Linked DNA regions of Gasterosteus aculeatus: region 2 is linked to region 1. A link is a contact called in public Hi-C data. All regions are on one chromosome and are shown on one strand. The core of a region is the stretch at or near the end of the contact, and the rest is flanking DNA. Distances in the headings are between cores, read along the strand shown. Region 1 holds the start of fli1 (Fli-1 proto-oncogene, ETS transcription factor). Region 2 overlaps LOC144411461 (a long non-coding RNA gene).

Region 1 (6,523 bases), core at 1,134-3,633:
CTTTCTGTCTTCCTCGTAAAGACTAAAGCCCCTTATAGAAGAGACAGCGAAGAGGTGAGCTGACACAAGTTTATTTTTATTTTTTTTTCTCGATAGCAAAACTATTTTTCTTTTGCCACGAGTGAAGCGAATCGTTCGAACAACAAAGTGTAGCGCAAATAAATATTAACATTAACCCCAACAGCGTCGAGGCGGACGCCGCGGTTTAGTCCGCTATATCCGCCTCGCCCCCCCCCCCCCCCCCAAAAAACACCCTCGAATCGGACTGCACGGCGAAGCAAAGTGGGAAACGACGTGTTGCCATCTTGCGTGCACACCCACGCTGCAGAGTCGCCGAGCAAGACTTATTTCCACAAAAGCGACCCCCCCCCCCCCCTCACTCACCTGTCGTTTTATTTTTTTCTCTCGGTCGTTGGATCTGAATATTTCGATCGAATCAGCCCCACCGCCAAACGCTACGTAATTAAGTCCCGTGCAGGCGAAGCCCGTTTTTTTTTTTCTTCTCCCAAAGATGTTGACAGTGAGTTATTTAGAGAGAAGAAAGTGTCTGAAAAGCAGCGCCCGGGTGTATGAATGGAGACCTCGCTGCGATGCGGGAGCCGCGACCAATGAGCAGCGAGAGAAAACCTCCCCTTTGCCCGCCGCGTGAGGCCACTGAACCGCGAAATAAGGGGGAAGCACAGGGAGGGAGAGAGAGAGAGAGAGAGAGAGAGAGAGAGAGAGAGAGAGCGTCATAAATCTGCTTTATTCCATCTCCTGGTAAATGTGTAGCATAGAACTGGTTGTGTTGCTGTGTTTTTTTTTCCCCCAGTTGTTTTTGTTTTGATTGTTTTAAACAGATGTTTTTATGTCTTTGTGGTTCCGTTGGGATGCGACGTTTTACGCGCGTCGGAGCGCGCGCGCGCGCGGATCAACTGTCAGACCTTCAGAAGAACCACACGCGTCACTGCTTCCCAAGAAACGGTCCTCTCACCCCCCCCCCCCCCCCTCCCCTCCCCTCCCCTCCGCAGACGAGGTGTGTCCAGGTGTATTTTGGGGGCCCCGCGCGTGACAACGCGGAGCCTTCTGAAGGAAACGGTCATTCACCAAAGATCAAGCCCGACGTGGTGTTTGCAGAAAACACGTCGTTTTGTGTTTATTTCCACAGCTCTCCGCAGAGCGAACCGCGGTTTCCTTCGGCCACGGCGATGATACGAAAGGCACACAATGCTTTTAATAAATATCAGAGGCGTCTTTATGTGCTGACGTTCATCCACGGTGCCCGGATGGTGACACCTCCCGTAGGAATTACAACCAGCAGCAGTTCCTCCGCAGCGGGTTTGGTCTTTTCCTGCTCAGTTGACCCCACTCACTTTACTAACTTCATTTCCTTCGCACTGCTGCCCTCATCTTCGACCAAGAACACCCCCCCCCCCTCCCTCCCTCCCCCACCACCGTCAAAAAGAGGATGTGGTGCAATTCACGGTGAGGAAAGTCGCTCGACCGTAGCATTTTATAGCCTCATCAAGGTCGCCTTTTTCACCAAGAGCAACCGAGGTGAAACCGAGGAAGTTTCCTTTCTTTCTTTCTTTCTTTCTTTGCATTGGAGAGCCACACGCAAAGCACGCATGGTGATCAGTAACAATCCGCAGTCCTGCGCATCGCAACGAGCGTCTCATTAATACAAAATGAAAAAATACAAATTTGCTGCATGATGATTTTGAACCGTGTGATGTTTTCCCCTAAATACTCGGACGGAAAAAGTCTATAAGAAACCTTAATGAAAAAGCGAAATATGAGTTGTTGTTTTTTTAATTTCTTTTTACTAGGGGGTCCGGTAACAAGGTCGTCTTTCATCTCCGCCTAGACCTTCTGTTTGTGGCAGCGCTTCCTAATGCAATGATTAAAAACAACAACATTGATAACAATGTTCCCAGCACCAAACAATGGACGGAAATCCCACCATCCGTTTTGCTTAAGAAATGGCATTCATGCGCCTGCTGCGTTGCCTTCCTCAGGATACAGTAGAAGTTTTCTAACACATTTGAACAGCAAATATAAAGTACACAAAAAAAGACAAGGAAAATAAATAGATATTGTGGGGAGGTATTCTTTTAAAACATTATTAAAGACAATGGCAATAGCTCATAAGGTAAATCTACATTCAGAATGAAAGGATATGGAAAAGACCAAAAATGACAAAAATGACATCCGCGTTCATATTTGCAAGTAACTGTTTACCGGTTGCCAATGATGTTGAATTCATCCTCTGCGACTGTCCGAACATCCTGGAAACGCTCGTTCTTACGCTCCAATGCCGCCTTTATGAATAATATATTTGCAAATGCCTCACAAGTTCCGTCTGGTTGTCTCATCAACTCTTGCGGCATCCAGGGCTCCTCGTGTTTTTGCCACTGACATTACATGTGGAATACGGCTTTTGGGGGGTGGTTGCGCCTCTTGTGTGAGCCAGAGGGTTCACTATTGTCCATCGTGATTTATTAGCACACGGGCCTCAAGCCTTAACGCTGTTGACAGAATCCCCCCCCCCCCCTTTTTTTTTTTTTAGCAAACTCAATACTACTGTGCAGCAAGGCCAAACAATCTGCCATCGACAGCTCTCCTCCTGCATTCCACTGCCAGTCTCGTTTCAACGCTCCTTCCCTCGGGATTCCACCCAAAAACACTTGTGTATGAGTCGACGTGGGGCAACCCGGAGACATCTGCGATCACATCGCCTCGAGTAAATGAAGCTCCTTACTGTGAACTGTAATGAGTTATTTATTTAGTCAAAGGGGACGCGGAGAGATGATCTGGAGATGGAGATTTGGTCCAATTGCAGCCCTGTGCCCCTCTGGGAGAGGGAAAACGGGCAGCGCGGCACCGGGGGAAGGCAGGGCGCACCGACGGCTCGTGCGCAAGAGAGAAGGAAGCTCTTGACGTTTGTGTCTTGTGTTTTACGCGCAACATTTAAAACAAAGGCCTAATCAAGAAACCGGAAACTCGACGCACACATTTCACACAAGAACAACAGATTACAGGAGAGCGGTCCTGCTCTGCCCGACTTAACGAGGCACCACCCAACTACAGAATTCAAAGAATCCGTTCGGGCGAAAAAACGGCTCACGCAGGGCGCAGACAGCCGCCCGCTTATGTGTGTGTGTGTGTGTGTGTGTGTGTGTGCGCGCGGCGATAATTAGCAGGGGGAAGTATTAAATTAAAGCAAGGCATTCGTTTTACGGGGCCAGCATTTATGACGGTAATAGCATCCCTATAAATGAACGACCTCCGAATGCCTCCTGATGTGTTGCCACTCATCAGGCCCAGAGGCAACCGCTGATGCGTCCACTGTGTGACCTCATCCCCTCAGTCTTTGGGATTTCTCGCCACCGGAGAGTGTGTGTGGGTGTGTGGGAGGGGGGGTTGTGGAGGGGCATGGCGGTGTCGAGACGAGATGCGTGTTATCATGAAGGTACAATACGTTCTGGTGGAGAGCGTATTTGGAGGGCATTTGCAGCGTGTGAGAATTCCTCTTTTTCTCAGGGTGTATACGTGGATTTCCTCCACCACTTATCTTATGTCAATTCAGCTCTAAGTGTGGGCACACCCTGCCTCTGGGCGCAGACTGCGCATGGGGAGACAAGGTGCTGCCTTTACGTGGGGGGGGGGGGCAGTCATCTCTACATGAAGAACATGAGGCTGAAATAAAGCCTCTCGAAATGACTGTTCCTGTGGAAATAAGCAAGGCAAGCGAGAGCAGAGGGAAAGCAGTGCCATTTAGAGAGGCTAAATCATCCCCCCAACTATAAATCCACTGACCGCTCATCATTCAGCAGCATTTTAAAAAGCCCTTAAAGAAAAACACTGAGTGAAATGAATATGCTGTCACCTCTCATTTGGGTCTGGCCCGCCAGCTCTATAAGAAAAGTGTTGTTCCCTGGGAGGCTGCGGGCCCGAGCTGAGCTCTCAGGTTTAAGGTTTACCCCCGTCCCGCATTCTCAAGGCTTTTGAGGCCCGGGTCTCTCTCTTTTTCCTCCCCCACGCCCCCCCAGACATGTCTGACAGGCTGAACTCGATGTGGGCTGCTCACCAGACTACAAAAATCATTCATCTGTGCCGTCAGACGGTCAAATCTGGATCTAATAAGTGGGAGCTCGCCTATTGATCCTATTCATGGGGAAGGCTTGCTGCCAACTGTCACCACTGGAGGGCTCTGTGGCTCAAGCTAGGAGCGGCTCTTTGAGGACTTCGCGGGGCCCCCGAGTCGCTTGTCTGTGCTGCTGATCGGCGTCGGTAACTCAGTGTTAAAGTGCTAACTAACAGTATGAAGGAGGAAATGTGCTTGTGTTAAGATCACCATACCCGCGATCGGTGCAAAGACAACATGCTGTTTACAAACATCTGCGCTGTGTTGTTGGCTTCCTATTCCGGGTCGCCTTTGCGTGGGGGGGGGTTGCTGAGGTCAAATACCACAGCAGCACCCTCCCTGTTTCACCTGTGGCACAAACAAACACGCGAAACTGGAAACATACGACGCGGCCTGCAGCGAAGCGTCCTGCAGCGAAGCGTCCTGCAGGCCGCGGGGACGCCGCGAGGAGGGAGTCATCTGGGAGGGAGCGAGAGGGACAGTGAGTCACGGCCACTTTTTTTTTTTTGGTGTGGGGGGGGGGGGGTGTTTATGTGTGGGTGAGGGCACTACACCAAACGCCTAGGCGAAACCCACAGCATTCCACGGCGGCCCTTAAAGAGACAGAGCGCCGCTGTCGTCGTGGGTATTTGGGGAGCAAAGTGTTAACACGTGGCCGCGGGCCGCTGGAGACGCCCGGCGAGGCCCACAGAAGCCGCTAGGTGGCTCTGACAGAAGACCTCAACCAAATGGGGTTTGGGTGATTTTTTGTTTCAATTTGGCAAAGTGACAGGAGCTGATACAAAAAAGAGAAAAATACAACTTTAAAAATTTCAGGTTTGGGTTTTTAATCCAAAACCAAGCAGGCATTTAGGTTTCACTTGTGTCACGCTACCGCTTTAAAAAAAAGAAAGTTGGTAGAAGTTGAACTGCGCCTGCATTGCGGAGAGCCAGAGATAGAGGGCAGAGTTGAGCTGTGGAACGCGCGGGACAGCGGCAGGGTGTCTGTTCCCAGTAAGTTGAAAACCTTTTGAGTTGACAGATGCGGAACGCTTGGTCCGTTAACTCCGTTTAACTTAAAGAAACCACACATTTCTAAAGTCGCAGGAAGTTGCTTTTCTAATATTCTTAGTTATTATCATCCACAATGTGACAAACGTCTTCACGAAACATGACGTGTGTGTACAACTCCACGGTCAGAACTGTGAGGAGCATCTTCCATCCACAGCAAAGTGGGTGAGCGGTGAGAGAGAAAGAACATGAGAACAAGTTCTCATCTTGTGTGGGTGTGAGGGAGCGAGGTGAGAGCTCGGCCAATCGGGTGGTTATAGAGAAAGGCCGAGGCTGCCGTCTAGTGTGTGAGAGCAAAAAATGAAGTGTGTGAGCGCGGGCGTGTCCTACAGAGAGGATGCAGAGAAGGAAATGAATTGGAGGTTTGGGGGGCAAAAAGAGAAACAGCCTGTTTCCTCCACGAAACTCCATGGGACGGCAGGGACTCGACATCCTTGAACCATCAGCGGGGCTCTAAAAATAGCTCAGTTTCTGCACAGTAAGAGGTGGGAGTGGGGCCGAGTGAAGTGCGGGTGAGTGGGGGCGGCTGGCGGCTGGAAAACGGGAAGACGGGGAGTGAAAATTTGGAGCGAAGCAAAGAAACGCCGCCCCGCCAGACAGCGGTGATGAGAGACGGGCCCGGAGGTTGGGAGCAGGAGAGCATCAGTTGAGCCGCGTTATCGCGGTAGCCCGCTTTCACTTTTAAAAACACCGGCGAATATTTATCACAGATTGCGTTATTCATGCCTGCTGTCAGACAAGCCGGCGAGGAGGTTGCTGCACGAGGCCCGGTGCTTCCCGCGAGAGAGTGATTTGCCACCTGCTTATGAACGGTGCGGAACTGAATCTGCTTCTTTAAAAACCCAGCAAAGCATGAAAGGCAGCGCAATGCAAGGCAGAGATCACCGGCCTGGTAGAACAGAAGACCTTTCCCAGCTGTGACCACAACGCACGAGGAGGTGATTCTGGCGCTTTGTTGCTTCCCTGGAGCCGAAGCTCGCAGTCCGACCACTTCCAACTTCTCCACACTCTCATTGTGGGGCAGAAGAGAGAAATGGTTTTGAACATACTGACTTTTGAAATTCTTAAATTCCGTATATTTCATGGACTATGTTGAGAAATGAGACAGTTTTTTCTTTTTATTAGCACTTTTTTCTTCATTATGTGAAAATAGGGTTTATTTTGTGGGGGAGGAAGGAAGTGTACAATAAATATCAATTATAAAATTTCATATTTCTTCGCTTTTCAACTTAAAAACAGGCCCCTTAGCCCTGATTGGTTATTTACGTAACACGTGAGTTACAAACCAGGAAGTGAAGCAGCATCATGAAGCTGATGTAAACAACAAGTTATCGGCCTCCGGTTCCT
Region 2 (6,523 bases), core at 1,559-4,058, 63 kb after region 1:
CAAAAAGACAGACACATTGTTACTTGTGTCAACAATTTAGACACAACTTATTCAAGTGTAAGATGTGTTTGTTGTAGACGAAGCAGCAGAACTTGAAGCCAAGACGATGATTTGGCTCGAAAGGTGCTCGGCCGTGGCTTCAGGTCGAGTTCCAGACCCTCTTGTGTCTCCCTCTGTTTCTCTCTCCTCCTGTCATCCTCGTCCCTGTAAATGTGTGTGTCTCTTTCTGTCCTTTCTCCAGTCCACCTGTTTGGCTCAACTCCCTCCGTCCCAGCGACACATCCAACCGGGTCGTAGAACGTTACCTCGACTGCTGCACAGCTACGCTGAAGCCTTAGTTAGTTACATTCCCTTCGTGTTGTTGCACCTTAACTACCTCAGACTGCCCCCCCCCCCCCTCCCTCCCCCCCCCCCTCGTCCAGCCTCGTCTCCGTAAAGCTTCTCCAAACAGACACCGGGGGCAATGAGTGTTAATGTGCTCTATGTATTTGCATCAGAGACGGTTTTAATCTATTGAACTTGTGTAGGAACCATAGACCCCAAATGCCTCCCCCCCACCCCCCCCCCAAAAAAATATCCTGAATATAAAGAGAAAATCTTCAAAATAACATCACTTACTGTCGGAGGGGGGAGGGAGGGGGTGAGGTGTCAAATTGGGATGACGGAGGAGACAAATCACACCTGTGGGAACAGAATAACTGTTATCATGAGAGGCATGTCGTCGGATAGAAAATGACAAGTGTAATTTTGACATAATAAGCAGCGTTTTTTGGGGGCTTGCAGCAGATCACACATCAATTACAACGTTTGGATGGACGTTGACAGGTTCAAATGTGCTACATAAGCAGATGATGCTTGGAGATAATGGGAAATTTCTCTGAGCTGACACCGTCAAAAAAGATAAATTGTTGGGTCAGTAAAAGGGCTGAAGCGAAAGCTGAATACTTAGCTGACGAGCATGCATATATTTAAATGATTAGAAGTGCACTTTCCCTCCTGCAATCCATCATGGTGTATCGAAGGTGGTTGGGTGAGTGACATCTCTGAAATCAAGTAAAAAGCTACTGATGACTCCATTCAGACATACAGGTCGGTGTTCATTGTCAGTCACGTGACGATGTAATAATCTATGCACCGTATGCGCTAATTTGGCCACGTATATTTCCAACGTGAAACCCCTGGTATCCAGGCTGGACGGGCCACAGCGGGCTAAGCCAAGGGAGCATGTGACACGCAGGGCTTAGGGCAGCGCCCGAGGCCTTTCACCCCGGAGCTGTTAACAGTCAGGCCTGTGATCCCAAGGCCCCCCGTTAAAGACCCCCTTGGGTTTAGGACTGTAACTAGAGAGTTGGAATAACACAGGACGAAGACACCACGCAGCGGGGCCTCATGTGGCGTGGTGGGCTCAAACCCTCCCACCCCCACCCCCGCGCTCAGGGCCCGGAGAGAGGTCACAGGGCAGGAGAACTCTTTTCCCCCCCCTCCTCTCTCTCTCAAACATGCATCGGCCGGGCAGCGGGAGGTCAAAGGGAGGCGGACTCCCTGGGGCCTGCGCTGGGTGGACACAGTGGCTAAGGTCAAAAGAGCCCCCCCCCCTCCGCCCCCCTGTTTCAAGACATTTATCACGGGATGCCTTGAATGTGTGACAGAGCAAGCGAGAGAGGGCGGCCTATCGGTGAGCACGCACGTGAACGCCAGCGCGCATCTGTCGGACGCACCCAAAGCGCCCGGTACCTCTGATGTGAAGGTAAAACAGAAAGGTAATGTTCTCGTGTGGCGGAAATAAGTCGCATGCACGTAATTTGCTCATTCATAAAGTGTGAAAAACAATGGACTTATAAGATATACTTCACCAGATGGTGAGTTACATTGAGAAGAGGCCGTCTCACAATGTCGCATCTGTCATGTAAATGGGTGGTAAGCGTGGATTGCTCTCGGTTTCATGTCACAGATGGAGGCTTGTGACGTTTGTGAGGTCTAATCCGACCGGTTTACCTGTCAGCTCAAACCCAACCAGCAGTGGAAAAATTAAAAGGTCAAGTTGAGCGGCGGTTGAATCGCGGCACACAACTTTGGTAACCTGTTTCTTTTTCCCCCGTGTGTCGGATTTTCTTAAATTACTTTTTTTTTTTAATCTCACACCTTCAAGGGAGGTAGGCAAACAAATGCTATGGATCCCATGGGTGTGAAGCTCAGCGAACCGCACTTGCTCGTCTCAGCTCGGGGCTGCGTATTTCTGTCCCTTCTGAAGATGCAAAGGTAGCATGCGAGACATGCGACACACATCAGCACACACACACACACACACACACACACAAACGGGGTTACTTAAGCACACAGCACTCTGCAACAAAGCAACCCAAAATAACAGACACCTGTTGCTCAAACCACAATGTCTACAGTGAAGCCAAATTAGAGCGTTTCCTTGGCAACAATAATTTCAATCACAAGCCGCAAAAGCGGCCTAGAAAAAAAACCCTTCACTTAAATGTTGCTGCTATATGAGACACCGGCAAACAATGAACTAGTATGTGTGCGCACACATGCTCAAATCCCCTTTTGTCAGAGTTGATGTCCAATGAAACATTTAATGATGAGTGATGGCAGACCTCGGAGCCGACTCGGCTGTTCGAGGGCCAAAGGAGACCGCGTTAACCATTAGTGCCTGCAGGATTATTGCAAAGTTGATTGCCAGGATTTCAGTGAAGGGCGGCAAAAGAAAAAAAAAATCACCCTTGCAGCAGACCTCTACATCAGAAACTATTGTGTGCCTGAGACTGTGGTGTTACAAGTGTAACAAGGGCTCCCCTAGTGGTGCCCAACAGAACTTCATTATGTGACTTTTCAGGGGGCTCCGATACAGTAACAGCTCCCAAGAGACAAACACTAACGACTTGAACGTGTCTAATTACGGGGAACACAGTTTAGGGGATTCATTCTCATAGTTACCGGTGTATGTAGGAAAACAAAAATAAAGACATACATATACATTTTACACTTTAGCGTTCCCTTGCACAGCTGAAAGAATCGCACGACTAATACACCCATCAAGTAAGTAAATACACACGCGAGAAATGTATTTACCCGTCAACATCCAAATCCTCTCAATAGATGGATCGGGAGAAAGGCAATAAAAAGCACATTTAAGCAGCAGCATGACTGATGACATGAATTTGTATTGAGCCAAAGTGGGTAACTCAATACTAGGAGGGGGCTCCTAATGTTTTCTACCCATATGTGTCCATGTGAACTAACATGGGGGTGTGTGAATGCAAGAAGGGGGCCGGTGGTCTGAGGAGCCTCACTTCTTCACAAAAGAAAGCCTAATCGGAAGCACATGTGTTGCACTGTGCAGCAGTAGGATGGCCGAAGGGTACCGGTTCGCTGTTGGGAGTGAGGGTGTCACTGATGGGAGAAAGAGAAGGAGAACCCCCCGTCCCCCCCTCACCCCCCCTAAAAAAAAACGTTTGTAGGGGGTGGGAGGGCATGAGAATGTAAACCCTGATGTAAGTGAGGCGATTTTAAACAAGCATGGGAACACAAATGGGTGGGAGGGAGGGGAAAGGTTGTGTGAGTCCGACGCACAAAGTGCTACTATAAATAAATGTCCTCTTTCCTTGTCTCCGTCTCCACTGTCACCATGAGCACCGTGATGTACAGCTATCTAGCATCTGAAACGTGCGTCAACACGACATCTGTCAATACACGAGTGGCCCAAATATCACCAGTACAGGTTTACACCAGTCGTGTTGTTGTGTCTTCCTTTCTTCCATTAGTGGTCCTCATGGCCCATTGTTTAGTCTTAAAGTCTATGAAGGAACATGGATTGGTGTTGTCATTATGATCCACAGTCATAGTACTCCTCTAACATTATTCTCCTTCTCAACATATCGACCAGTGACGTTTGGACTTTCTTGGTCCCGTCTGGTTTTGGGGGGGACACATTAAGCTACCGTACCGTGGGTCCTTCATTTGAACGGTTTAATTCCAGCTCTCAACCCTCCCGCCCCAACACTGCAATAACGGACGGACGTGAGAACAAAAGGCCGTGATACTGACAACATATATGCCTCCGTGGCTCAGTAAGATTTATACACTTTCATAAAAATGGGCCCTAAATGTCTGGGCTCAGGGCCCGATATCCCATCCTGGTGTTTGGATCGCAGCCAAGAAAATAATGTCCGAGCAAAGAGAGGCAAACTGTTTTTTTTTTTTATTCATTACTATAAATAACCAAGGGCAGGCAGGTGATGGAAGGATAGCGAAAAGACAGCAAAAGAGGAAGAAAAGAGCACGAGAAAGTGGGAGAAACAGGAGAATAAAAGCTGAAAGGGAGATAAAGGTCTTGGGGAGGAGCTCGGAAGGACACCCTATAAGGCGTGAAAAAAACAAAGGTTACATGTCTTCTCTCCAACTCTCCCTTCATCCACAGACGATTGCCCCCCCCCCCCCCCCGTCTCGTTCGGCTCTGGCAGCACCTGGATTCTGGGTCTCATCAGAGCTACCTGTCTGGGATAAAACCAGGACCTGTTACCCCTCAGTGTCAGATGACCGAGCGCTGCCTCGCTCTCTTTCTCTCTCTCTCTCAATCTCTCCCGCACCACCAGCGACCGACACACACACACACACACACACACACACACACCTTGAGTCTTTAATAGAAACCAGCTGGGCTCTCAAGGCCGTGCCGCGGGCCAGACAGGCCCATTCATAACCCTGGAGTGAGTTTTAATGAAGGTGGGTCCTGGGGAAATGATGAAAGAGGGGGGAGACGGTTGACTCCTTTTCCCTTACTCTCTCTGTACCTTCAAACCAATGAACGCACTGCACCCATTGGCGGTGTGGGCGAGAAGCTCACCATTGATCCATTTGTTCCAATGTGAGCTTCTGTTTCCTGGCTTCCTCAGCTTGCTGCCCTTTTTGCACACAGCGACAGCGTGCAGGTCCTGATAGGATGAGGACACAGATTAGGGATCAGACGTGAGAGCATTTAGATCTACACAACTTCGCACTCGTATAGGTTCCGATTTCTTTGCCCCCATTACTTTGGCGGTGATGCTAATGGACGTGAAAGCAGGCTAAGTGATTGTAATATTAAAAAGTATGTTCTGCACTCTTCAATGACTTGTTCATATACACCATATATATATATATATATATATATGAATGCAAGGGCCAACCCATTACTGAGCTGAAACCTGACACCACACGGTAGGTCCCCAACAGCTACACTTTTGGGGACGGTCCACTCTCAAGGACGTGCCCATTTTCAGCATTTATTATAGTGTCAATTATCTCTCTGTAGGAGGGTGATTATGCACATTTTCATATCGTGATTTCAGGGCAGGGGTCAAATGTGAGCTGACAAGATCAATTACACATATCTCTTCTAGGGTCAATATATAATATATATATACCTTTTACTAAGGTAAACTGCACTAAGCAGTTTTTACACAGGCGTGTTTGTACGTAGTTAAAAGAAAAGAAAAATAATAATGAATAAAGAGATCATTTTTGACCAACTTTAACGTATATTAACCCACACATTTTATGCATCCACGTGTGAGAGAGAAGGACGGTTTCAGGCAGCGGTCATCTCTGTTTTGCTTTCCTCCAGGGTTGATGGGTGATGTGTAACCTGAGCTGGAGAAGTAACGGTGAAGCAACAGCCCTTTACACCCTGAGGTCAGGCTCATGTGAGCACTAATAAAACCAGGCACCGGCACACATTCCTCTCCACCAAACGCAGAGATGCACCGACGGAGTGACGCGGAACTAATTTGATTTGACTCGCCAAAGTTCTGAGATTTTTGATCCAACAATATCAAGGTATTCGTTACTATTAATGCAGTCTTTCTAAGACTTAATACCTATAAAATACATTTGTCCCGTCCTCACTGAGGATTTCCCCCAGGAGGGGTTTGGCTGAGGATGCGATGACGCTTCATCTAAACGAGGAAAACGGCAAAGCAGCAAACAATCATCCATGTTTTCGGAGGGCGGATGACGAGGATTTGGGGATGTCACAAACCTCCCACGCTCTCCACTTCAGCCCCAGTGGCCGCAGCGGCTTTGATATTTACCACATAATAACTGTGCGGGTTTCTAGCTAACCCAAAGAATGCTCGTATGAAAAAGCACAACACATGACTACATCACGCAGTGTCTTGCTGGCACACAATAATGATCCAGACGACCGTTCAGTCGTGTAGAAGCTTGATTTATTCTGTCTTTCAGAATCAAACCGTACTTTAACTTCCCTCCTTACGAGCAAGTGAACTTCAGCGTGACTGATGCTGACAGAGTAATAGATGGATGGCAGGAACGACAGAGAAGGACACTGATGGGTGGAGATATACGCATTTTCTGGCCCTGAATCCAAACGCACAACTCGATGCTCAAAGTTTATTAAAAAAAGGCAGCAAATGAAATACGGGACGAAGACGAACCGGCACAGGACAAAGGGAGACGCAGACAATACATACACACAGGGCAACGGCACAGATGTGAACAATCAGGGGCG

Evidence for each region. A called contact is a pair of places that touch in the nucleus more often than the background predicts.
Region 2: a contact with region 1 is called in a Hi-C map of liver, with 2.0 times the contacts expected there. The contact joins the enhancer-like site here to the promoter of fli1 in region 1. A contact is called at or near these places in 6 of 6 Hi-C or Micro-C datasets (blood and trunk muscle, liver, skeletal muscle and 2 more).

Annotation. Positions count from the first base shown.
Region 1 is chr1:4,245,813-4,252,335 of fGasAcu3.hap1.1, forward strand. It overlaps fli1 (Fli-1 proto-oncogene, ETS transcription factor), which reads right to left and starts at 2,384. Exons shown (of 9, transcript XM_078108346.1): 1 at 2,221-2,384. The coding sequence starts at 2,369.
Region 2 is chr1:4,307,968-4,314,490 of fGasAcu3.hap1.1, forward strand. LOC144411461 (a long non-coding RNA gene) reads right to left here. Exons shown (of 3, transcript XR_013468636.1): 2 at 4,859-4,946; 3 at 1-681. Among protein-coding and RNA genes, the nearest start is that of LOC144411461, 4.2 kb to the right of the region's middle. Within about 2 kb of position 2,809, at least 3 of the 9 cell types and tissues checked have open chromatin away from gene starts, as enhancers often do.